Regions from separate parts of the Muntiacus reevesi genome. Here region 2 is linked to region 1. A link is a contact called in public Hi-C data. All regions are on one chromosome and are shown on one strand. The core of a region is the stretch at or near the end of the contact, and the rest is flanking DNA. Distances in the headings are between cores, read along the strand shown. Region 1 holds the start of TFDP2 (transcription factor Dp-2). Region 2 holds the start of RNF7 (ring finger protein 7).

The links. A called contact is a pair of places that touch in the nucleus more often than the background predicts.
Region 2: a contact with region 1 is called in a Hi-C map of blood, with 3 times the contacts expected there. The contact joins the promoter of RNF7 here to the promoter of TFDP2 in region 1. A contact is called at or near these places in 2 of 3 Hi-C or Micro-C datasets (blood and muscle).

What each region holds. Positions count from the first base shown.
Region 1 is chr8:7,120,629-7,126,245 of mMunRee1.1, reverse strand. It overlaps TFDP2 (transcription factor Dp-2), which reads right to left and starts at 2,056. Exons shown (of 12, transcript XM_065942263.1): 1 at 1,722-2,056.
Region 2 is chr8:7,512,669-7,518,285 of mMunRee1.1, reverse strand. It overlaps RNF7 (ring finger protein 7), which reads left to right and starts at 3,146. Exons shown (of 3, transcript XM_065942934.1): 1 at 3,146-4,052. The coding sequence starts at 3,885.

The DNA of each region.
Region 1 (5,617 bases), core at 807-3,306:
TCCAATTTCAAGCTGCAAAGAGAGGACATAGCTCAGACAGTTAAGAATTTTGGCTGCAAGGGAAAAACTTGAAAGTGCCAGTTGGACGTCACCATTTCCAAGAGTTGGTGGGAAAGGTACATGATCACAAAATGGTAACATTAAGTATGACACACTTGAAAATTCTGTTTTCTCTCCTAATTAACCAACCACACATAATGGAACTCAAAAACAAGAGTTTAATAAGTCATGGGCCTTTATTAAATATAAGCACCATGCTGCTGAAACTGCAATTGCACTGCCAGAACAGGGCTACAAACACCATGTCTGCCATGAGACTAGACTCTAGTTCCAGGCACAAGATGTTCTAATAAATAACAAATGCATCAAGCGCCAGCATACAAGTGTGATAGAATCTGGGGCCTAGACATTTGATTTTTCTCCCGGTGCTACTTGAGAATGGCCACTGCCATTAAAGATTTATTACAGTAACAGGATAGTGATAAAACTTTAGCTAAACTGCAGGCCAACCAATGAAATGGAAAAGCAACATGCAATAACAGATCAACGAAATTAATTTCTATTTAATTTTGTACAGTAGGCTCATGATTACGCTGTATAAAGAACAGATGAAAAAAAAAAAAAGAACAGATGAATAACCTAAACTATACCTATTAGGTAAAGATGATTTCAAGCCATTAAGAGAAAAGTGGCCCAGAAAAAAATCAGGCTATAGAACTCAAGTGGAAAAAACACACTAAGATTTGGGAGACAAAGGGGAAGGAAGGGAATGAGCTACTGACTTACTAAAAAGAGAGCAAAGAAATGGGACAGGGAGTCTGAGCCCTCTGAGACGGAATGAGGAAAAAAAAAGAATTCAAAGGCTCAAAGGGAGCTTTAGCAGTGAATACGGAAAGGGATGAAGCTGTTAACTGTCTCAACAGAAAAACCAAAAACAATAGGGGGAACTTTTCTAAACCATCATGCAGGGTGGTCAATTCAATGCCTAACTCATGCAGGGCAGGGCACTTCGTAGGACGCGAACTTCGTTCCAAATAGTTCCACCGATTAGTCCATTTCCTCCTGACCACCCCCAATAGGGGGTTACTACTACAGATGAAGGAACTGAGACCACACAACGTCAGGGAACACAAGCTGGTACTGGGCGCTCATCTTAGCTGCACGCCTCCCTGCAAGATCCTACAAAACTCTTACACTTTTCTATGGAAAGGAACCTTAAATCTCCGGAATTTCTCAGAGTCAGGGCCCAAAAGTGATCCCCTACTTTAGAGGAAAGTTCCCTGCGGAGGTTGCAAGGCTCTTCCAAGCGCACGAGGCTTTGGAACTGTGAAATACACCTGGTAGAGACAGATGAAGGCATGTGGGTCACGAAAGGAGAAAAAGTCGGAAAAGTCAGACTTAGAAGCCATTCTTCTAAAGATACCGAAAAAAGTAGAAAGCAGCCCTTCCTCTCTTCCAGCAGGCGTGACTCAGGGACGGTGCCTCCCCGCAATTTGCTCTGTGTGTGTTGGGGGTGGAGGGTAGTCTCGGGTTTCCCACTCCCTTCCCCAGGCACTCAAGGGTTACTCGGCCAGGCCTGGAAGAACGCGTGGGAATAAACAGATGGGACCCAGAGTGACCAGGGGGCCCGGAGACGCAGGGAGGGAAACCTGCCCAGGACCACGCCGGGCGGGGTCCAGAGGCCCTCCGCACAGAGCCCGCGCCCGCGCCCCGGACCTTACCGCCGCTTGGCTGCAGGGGACAAGGCGGCCGCGCAGGACTGTTCTTCGAGCTTGGAGCGCGTTTTCAGGCGCCTCTGCTACAGTGGCGCCCGCGCTTGGCGGCACCCGGATCCCAGCGGACTCACACTCGCGGAAGGGTGGGCGAGCCGCGGCCTGCCTAGTCGAGGCCCTGGAGTTCTAAGCCCCAGGACGCCGACCGCGCGCGCGCGCCTTCGAGCCTGCCAAAGAGGAAGGGTCAGGGCGCGCCTGGAGAACCGAGCAGCGCCAGCGGCTGCAGCCGAATTCTCCGGCAGCTTCGTCCGCCCTCGCCCGGCCCAGACACTGCCCCGCTTCCCCCGCGCAAGCTTTGGCGGCGGAGCAGCACGGTGAGCGCCGATTGGCCCTCTGGATGAATGACGTACGGCGCCTCTCCCCACGGATTGGCCAGGCTGGCGGTGCGTGCACGGAGTAAACAAACCCCGCCCCCAGGCTTCCCAAAGAGAGGAGGGGGCCGCGAGGTGGAGGAGCGGGGTCTTAAGCACTCTGTGGGGTATCTGGGTAGTCCACTGGAGGTTCTCAGAGGATCGCCTGCAACGATCCTGCCGCGTGCTTCCCAGCCGCCTCCGGAGCCGGCTACAGGCCTGAGGCCTAAAATTATAGCCACACCCTCTCCCCCTTCCCCCGGCCTGGGTGGGAATCCTGATCCTGACTTTTCCATCCGCCCTCATCCCCCCGGCCCCTTACAATTAAACCCCGATCTTTCTTAGAAAAAGGGAAACGGGTGTCCCTAGTTCCCAGGGACATCTCGGTTCCCAGTCACTTGATCAGTCACCTCCGGGGGAGCAGCCTAGAGCGGACGAGTGATGAGGCCACGTGTGGGGCCAAGTTTGCAGTACCTTGTAAATTATGCAGACAGTGGGTTAAAGACTGCTAGGGTGTGAGGTCTTCAACAAACCGGCAAATAAGATCCAAACCCGGACAGGTCACCATGTCACATGGACGCTGAAGAGAAAATCGCAGATCCCACCCCCAAATACCTATTTAGTTTAATGTTAATAATACATTCTGTGCCTATCTGAAAAATCATGTGTAAGTTTACATTTTAGTGGGCTTCCCTTGTGGCTTGGTTGGTAAAGAATCCGCCTGTAACGCGGGAGACCTGGATTCGATCCCTGGGTTGGGAAGATCCCCTGGAGAAGAGAAAAGCTACCCACACCAGTATTCTGGCCTGGAGAACTCCATGGACTGTGTAATCGATAGGGTCACAAAGAGGCGTACGTGACCGAGAGACTTTCATTCCACTTCACTTACATTTTAGTGCGGTGGTAAAGATAATATGCAAAAGAAATAAGTAAAATATAAGCTATGTTACATGCTGGGACACGCTGTGGGGGAAAAATCTGGCAGACCAGGGATGGCTTTAAGGGATGGCCTGTTTTAGAGTGCCCAGACAAGGAGACAGGAACGTGCCATTTAAATAAATACCTAAAGGGAGTGGAGGCGGAGAGAACGCGCCTTTGGACCTCTCTCGGGTTGAGTGGAGAGATGATTTCTGCAAAACTGTACATAGATAAGTCCTAGGCGGTCAAGAAAGCCCAATGCAGTCTCCTTGGACTGATTCTAAAATGCAAAAGCCCCAAAGGAGTCATTACCTTGCATTTTTCAGTAATGGATCAATAGATGTAGTTTCCACAGAAATTTTATTGAGATTTCAACTTAAATACTTTTCAAACACTCTAGGGACAAAGATACAAAAATGAGCAAAACAGATGAAACCTCCATCCTCAAGAAGTCTAGCAGGAGAGCTGGATTGTAAACCACCTCGGTATATTGTATAAATAATCCAAGAAGTATTAATAGACGCATGGCTGTGCTTGGGCTAATTGGGGGGGGGGGGGAGTGGTGGATGTTAATTTAGGAAGAGTACTTAGGAAGAGTACTATGGGCTACAGTCCACGGGGCCGCAAAGAGTCAGACACGACTTAAAGCGACTAAACACACACACACACACACACATCTAATTGAATAAAACTGCTTTATTATATTATATAATGAAGTATAATATACTGGACATTATGTTTGGAATCTTTTTATCTATGAAGACAACTCCACTAAATATTGGAGTAAGGCTATGGATTTCAGTGATTCTCTGACTTCTGTAAATTTTTAAGGTGAGAGTCTGAAAATGATATCAAGTTAAACCATATAAAATAGTTAATATTTGGCAATTTACATGTTTCCTGTAGAGTTAATATGAGGATTTTGCTATGTAATACATATAGTAAGTGTTCAATAAATAATGATTATTATGATCATTTGATAATAGTGCTTTTGAAAAAAAAATGCTTTAAAAGTCAGTGTTTCATAACAGCTTCCAATACCATGAAGTAAAGTGGGCATGCAGGTTCAAATTTTCCATATACTGGTTTGATCTGGCTGTGAATTTCCATGACCTAATCAGGGTATGTTGTAAAAGACACTAAATGCTAGTTTCACAGCAGGCCAAGAAATTCAGAATAAGGAACAGCTTGATTTTGAAGCCAAAACCTGAAAATTCTCCAGAACAGAATAAATTGTCAAGTTGCTTCAGGGAGAAAAATTCATGTAAATCAATTTTTCATTCCCACTCACAGCTTCAATTTAGCAATTTGCACAACAGTCAGCTTTCTCTCTTCCTTCTCATTTCCCCCATTAAAAGATCTGATTTCCTTTGAAAGGGTAAATAAAGCTTCCACTATCTCCAAGGAAGGAGAGGTAGATGTTTGAAACATGACAGAACACTTACTGATTCCACAAACACTTACTAAGCACTTATTATACACCAACAGTGCAAGGTACTGGAAATACACACATAAATGTCCAAAGAACTTCCTTTGTTCATAGGTATTCCTGTGTGTAGAATAATCCCCCAGTTCACCCACACCTCATCTACACATGCTTTCTCGTCTAAGCTAAAACAACATTCTCTAGAAAAGCTCCTCTAACTCCAGCTCTTTGCCCATAAAATTGTCTTTCTAACATTCATGAAACTTGCAATTACTCATTTAGTACCTGTATCCTGTATCATTTAGTACCAGGGAAGCCCTTGTTAGACTGCAAGTTCCTTGCAATTTGGAGTTCTATCATCCTATTCACTGGGCTTCTCTGGTGGCTGGCTCAGTGGTAAAGAATCTGCCTGCAATGCAGGAGACACAGGTTCTATCCCTGAGTCAGGAAGATCCCCTGGAGAAGGGAATGTCAACCCACTCCAATATTCTTGTCTGGGAGATCCCTTGGACAGGGGAGCCTGGTGGGCTACAGTCCATGGGGCCGCAAAGAGTTGGACACGACTTAAAGCGACTAAACACACACACACACACATCTTATTCACTACAATATTCTCGGTGCCTTAGGGAAGCTCAGTAAGTTTTTATTGAATGGATGAGAGCGCCACAGCCTAGCACATTTGGAAAGAAGAGACAAACATAAATAAAAATTCTACTTGTAAATTTGTGGGCCAACAAGCCACCAGCCATGAAAGAGATCTGTTAAGAGTTAAACCTGAGAAACTGTCTGTGCTGCCTCTCTCCTGGGGCTGGCACTACTTTCAGTAGGTGGAGCGCTATGGCTCCTGGACCAGTGTCTCTCACACTTTAATGTGCCCAGGAATCACTCAGAGGTCTTATTAAAATTCAGACTCTAGATCGGCAGGTCTGAGGTGGGGTGTAGAATCTGTATTTCCAGCAAATTTCCAACTGCTTCATCAGATGCTACACTCTGAGTGACAAAGTCTTTCCTGATCCCTTTTTGCCATTTGCAAAGATCCATAGTTGTCTAGACTTTAGATATGACTTTTTTTTTAAACACGCTGTTTTCACATCTAATCCATCCAGTGACAAACAAAAGAAATAACTCTTAAGAGAACATCAAGGCCTTGT
Region 2 (5,617 bases), core at 1,897-4,396, 390 kb before region 1:
TCTCTCAACTGGTTCTCAGAAACGTAAATCACAGGGAATGTATATAGTGGAATACTGTGCAGTCATTAGGAAGAACAATGTGGATATGGAAGTGCTATCTGGAGAGATGCACTAGTCATACTCTTAAACAAGAAGAGCAGCCTGGAGAATAGTGAATGTGAAAATTTCACATTAAAATGAACTGATATAATATGAGGTGGCAACTTCACCTCTGGGTTTATATATCCAAAAAAATTGAAAGCAAGATCACGAAGGGATGATTGTACACTTATGTTCATAAAGTGTTATTCATAATAATCAATGATAGAAGCAACCCATGTATCCACTGATGGATGAATAGATAAGCAAAATGTGGTAAATACATACAATGGAATAGTATTCAGTTTTAAAAAGGAAGGAAATTCTGACACATGCTACAGCATGGATGAACCTGGAAGACTTTATGCTGCATATACCAGTTACAAAAAGACAAACACTGTATAATTCTAATTATGTGAAGTACCTAGGTTACTCAAACTCAGAAACAGAAAGGAAAATGGTGAGTGCCAGAGGGACAAGGGGGAAATGCAGAGTTGTTTAATGGGTATGCAATCAGTTTCAGTTTGGGAAGATGAAAAAGTTCTAGAGATTGGTTGATAACAATGTGAATGTACTTAATGCTACTGAACTATATACACTTAAAAATGGTTAGGATGGGGGTTTCCCTGGTGGCTCAGGGGAGAAAGAGTCCACCCGCCAATGAAAGAGACATTGGTTCCATTCCTGATCCAGGAAGATCCCACATGCCGTGGAGCAACTAAGCCCATGCACCACAACTGCTGAACCTATGTTCTAGAGTCCAGGAGTCACAACTCCTGAAGCCCTTGCGCACTAGAGTCTGTGCTCCACAGCAAGAGAAGCCACTGCAACGAGAAGCCCATGCACTGCAACTAGAATAGCCCCCGCCTGCAATGAAGACCCAGCACAGCCAAAAATAAATAAATAAATAAATTTTAAATCTTTAGGATGGTAAACTCTGTGTTATATATATTTTACCACAATTTAAGTTTTTTTTTTTCAATTTAAGTTTTTAAATGAGTTGATGTGTTACATGTCTGCTAGTATATATGTAGCAATTTCTGAAGAGTCTATTAACAGTACTTGCTTTTTTCCCATTGGGTCCTCAATTTACTATTTTAAGGTTTTTACCATTTATGAGCTGTCAGTTAAAAAAAAAACACCTTATAATTGTTTGATGAACATCAGTAACAGCACTTTTGGGTTGTTATATGACCTGGCGCCAAAAGAGAGGAAGAAACACAATAAGTGCCACGTGTCATGATTTTTCTGGGAGGAATGAATAGTGGCAAAGAATGGTCACTAAGGACAACAAGATGAGTGAGTTTTTCCTCAGTGCAGAAGCAATGTAGCTGGAGCAGGTAGAGAGAAGTTCTGACCAATTTCAGAGGTGTTAAAATGTGAGAGGGGGGGAAAAAAGACAGTCCTCAGTGTATTTGGATGCCTGAGCTAACTAACCTGATGAGGGTCTCAGTGAGGAGTGCTTAGGAAATGACACTGGAAAAGTGGATTGGTGCTATATTGTGGCAGGATTTAAAGGACCAACTGGCACACTTAGATTTTGCTGTAATGATAAAGAGGAGCCGTGGAACATTTTGAGCAGCAGAGTGCTGGGTGGAAAAGGAGTATAGGAAAATTAAACAGGCATTTTAGATTGAATGCTAGAGTGGGGAGCAGAGATAGGAAGGAAGCCAGGACACAATAATCCAGGGGCAGGGAGGTGAGGTTCAGACTCAACACCAACAGGTACCACTCCTTCTTAATTATCCTCTGGCCTTTCATCTAAGGTCCGTCTTTTTCTCTTTCAAACTGCCCAGTTCACACCAAGTGGGGCATTTTTATCCTCTTCGGGTTCCAGTCTTCTTTTTTTAAAAATTAATTATCTAGCATTTATAGTCATTTACAGTCACATATGCAATAGCTTAATGTGAATGAAACATGTTCTGGATGGTTCATCTGGGTTTGTTTACAGACATTTTTGTCTGGCTTGTGAAGTTACTGCGGTCAGATTTATACCTGCTACCACCACTACTGCTCTGTCCGTTTGCTTTCTCCATTTACTTCCTGGACTCCAAGGCCTCCCATCTCCCCCCCCCCCCCCCCCAGTTCAAACTTTACCTCTTCTATGAGGTTTGCCCTCACTCCATCTGTCTTGAGGAACGTTTCTGTCTATTAGAGCACTTAATGCACCACTCAACAAACAGCACATATTATACCATCTGGCCAAACGTGTCCCTGTGTCCATAACTGTATTCTTACACGTTTAATGCATCCTTGTCTCCTCTGCCAGATTTCTGGAGTTTGGCTAGCCTAGACCCAGGGGCACAAGGCCTGACACCAGGAAATGAAGGAATGATGAGTCCCAATAGAGGTGGGAAGCTCTGAGTCCTAATCCTGACACAGCAGGTGTCCACCACTAGGTGGGAGTGGTGACCAAGCATCTTCCGGTCTCTGTGCCTCAGGTTTGGTATCTTTTAAATGGAGATGTTACCTGCTTTGCTTGAGAAAACATAACATGACCCTGGGCTAGCAATAGAAGAACCCTGGTTTCCACTGTCACCTTCTCAGAATAGCAGAATTACTTTTCTAAATTACTATAAATTACTTTTTATAATTTTTATAATAATTTTAATTAATTTAATATTATTAAATATTAATAATTATTTGTTTTAATTAATTTATTATAATATTATTTATAATATTTTTACAAATATAGCAGAATTACTATAAATTACATTTGGGGACTTCATTATTCCTACATATAAAAAATTAAACTACCTTTAAGTTTCTTAGAGTGTGGTCTCCAGGGTTCCTGGAATCCTTTCAGGGGACCAACAAGGTCAAAACTATTTACATACCAGTATTCATAGCTATGAGCTTCCCCGGTAGCTCAGCTGGTAAACAGTCCGCCTGCAATGCAGGAATCCCCGGTTCGATTCCTGGGTTGGGAAGATCTCCTGGAGAAGGGAATGGCTACACCACTCCAGTATTCTTGCCTGGAGAATCCTATTGACAGAGAAGCCTGGCGGGCTACAGTCCATGGTATCTGCAGAGTCGGACACGGCTGAGCACAGCACAGCCGTCATAGCTATTTCTCTTCATTCTCTCTTGTGAGTGTCCAATATAGGTATTCTAAGGATAACTTGTAATGGATTTCTTACTGTTTTGAAATGAATTAATATATTTTTTCCCGTTTTCTTAAAAAGGAAATACATATGTATAAGCGTGTATATGTACACATCCATCCTACACAAACAAAAGTTCTTAAATGTCCTTAAGTAATTTTTAAGTGTAAAGGGGTCCCGAGACCAAAAAATTTGAGAACCGTTGAACCAGATTCCTAGCTCGTCATTCATTCACTCAACAAATAACTGTTCCTCCCGAGGCTGCAGTTCTTAACGAAGGCGATGATCAAGAAATAGGCCCCGCTCCCAGGGCGTTTACATTTGAGAAGGACGGCAAACGAACATATCAACAAGACAGCTTCTAAAAGCGGTGTCATGAAGACATAAAACAGGACACGTGTTTCCTGCGCAGTGGAACCCTCCACCGCGCAGGGTCGGCCCGGGGTCTCTCAGCCCGCTGAGCTGGCCGGGCGTTGGGGACGTGAGTACCGGGAACCAGGACTCCGGGAAGCCGCTGGTGCCGGCGTGTGGTGACGTCACTGGGCCGCGCCAGCCAATCGCGGGCGCCGCCCCGTCCTAGACCCCCGCGGCGGCCCGCGGCCTGCGGGCGGCGCTGTGGCCCGTCGGGCGGCCCCACGGAGCCGCCATAGCCGCCCACCTCCCACGACCCAACGTCTCCGCCGCCGGCCCCGCGCCGCCGCTATGGCCGACGTGGAAGACGGTGAGGAACCCTGCGCCCTGTCGTCTCACTCGGGGAGCTCAGGATCCAAGTCGGGCGGCGACAAAATGTTCTCTCTCAAGAAGTGGAACGCTGTGGCCATGTGGAGCTGGGACGTGGAGTGCGATACGTGCGCCATCTGCAGGGTCCAGGTGATGGGTAAGCGCAGCACGCGAGGCCCCGGCTGTGCTGCGGCCTCCGCAGGCCGGGCTCCGGGCGTGGGGGGAAGGACCAAGCCTCCGAGAGACCGTTCCTGGAGGAGTGGGGGCGGGATCGCCCTGCCCTGGCGCCGGGAGACCGCGGGCCACGCCCGAGCTGCTGGTGATCCGAGGGCTGCGGCCGCTGCCAGGGGCCGAGGGGTCGTTCAGCAGACGACCTGTGCCGGGGACGGGTATTCTGGGAGAAAAGGGGGTGGCCGGAAGGACAATTGAACAAGGTCATTTCCAGTAGTGATCGGTGTGATCACAATAAAAGTAGGTGATTTAATGGGAGCTGGGAGGAACCACTTCGGTTTGTGTGGCCAGCGACGGCACCCTTTGCCGAAAACAAACCACACAGACGTCAAGGTCAAGGCCCTGAGTCAGCGGACCAGTCTGATGCTTCTGGTCACACACCAAAGTGATGCTCCGGAGTCATCTTCCACAAAAACGACCACTAGTCGTGCTCTGGAGAGGCGCAGGGAAGAAGAGTGTTCCTAGCCGTCCCCTTTCTGGATTGGCTACTGTTCTGCTGGCTTTTAAACCTGGATGATTCAAGATTGGTCAGATAGCACTCGGTTGGCTTGAACTAGAAGAATGTAAACCCTTTTATTCAGAGGCATGAAGCTTCATCTCTTTCCTGGCCACTCCCCATCCTAGCATTCCATCTCTTTGAGAAGGGTAGTGCCCTCAAATCCGGCCTTTATGGAAAGCCCTCTTTTGCAAACTTGTTACTTCTTTCTATGATATTTTTAATAAAAATATTGGACCAAGTGAAGCCTTTCAGAACAACTTCATCTCGTTGTGTTTTATATGGTCTCTGTTTTAAGCTCTTAGACGACCTTAAAAAAGAGTTGCTGTTTAAATGCACGTTATATTTTTAAATAGGGCATTTAAAACTACAGCATTTAAGAGCGCCTTAAATGTCATTTCTTGAAGGTAGCTGGAGAAAACTGAGGCTTCTGTAGTTTGAGAACTTTGTCTTGCACAGAAAAATGAGACAGTTGGAGAAAATAACTTAAAAAAGTGGCTTTCCCTTCTTGAGCATTGAAAATTCAGACCTACCAGAAACAAGAGGTTTCTCAGTTTACTCTCTCTGTAGGATGCGCTTATGTTTTTCATTCGTAGGAATTTGTTTTAAAGAGAATTTGCAACTATGGGATTCAAATTTTTTTTTTTACTTTTTAAAAGAACTAGATTTCAGATGTGATCCACTTATTTTGTATATCAGGTTTTTAGGTACTTAGTTTTTGGGCCTACAATACAGCCCCCTTGCCCTAACCCTTTCTTGAAAGCTAGAATCATAACTTCCAGTTTGAGGGATTTTTGTTCTTTTTAGTTTAAAAAATTTTTCCTAAAAGAGCATTTTATTTTCTCCCCAAAGAAAAAATTTAAATTAGTAGGTAGAAATGCAAAATATAAAATAATAGTTGAAAGTTTCAAGAAATAAACGTTACTGGGATATTTAAGGTAAGTCAAAGTATGGGCTATAAATGACTCACTGCTCACATTAACTTTCT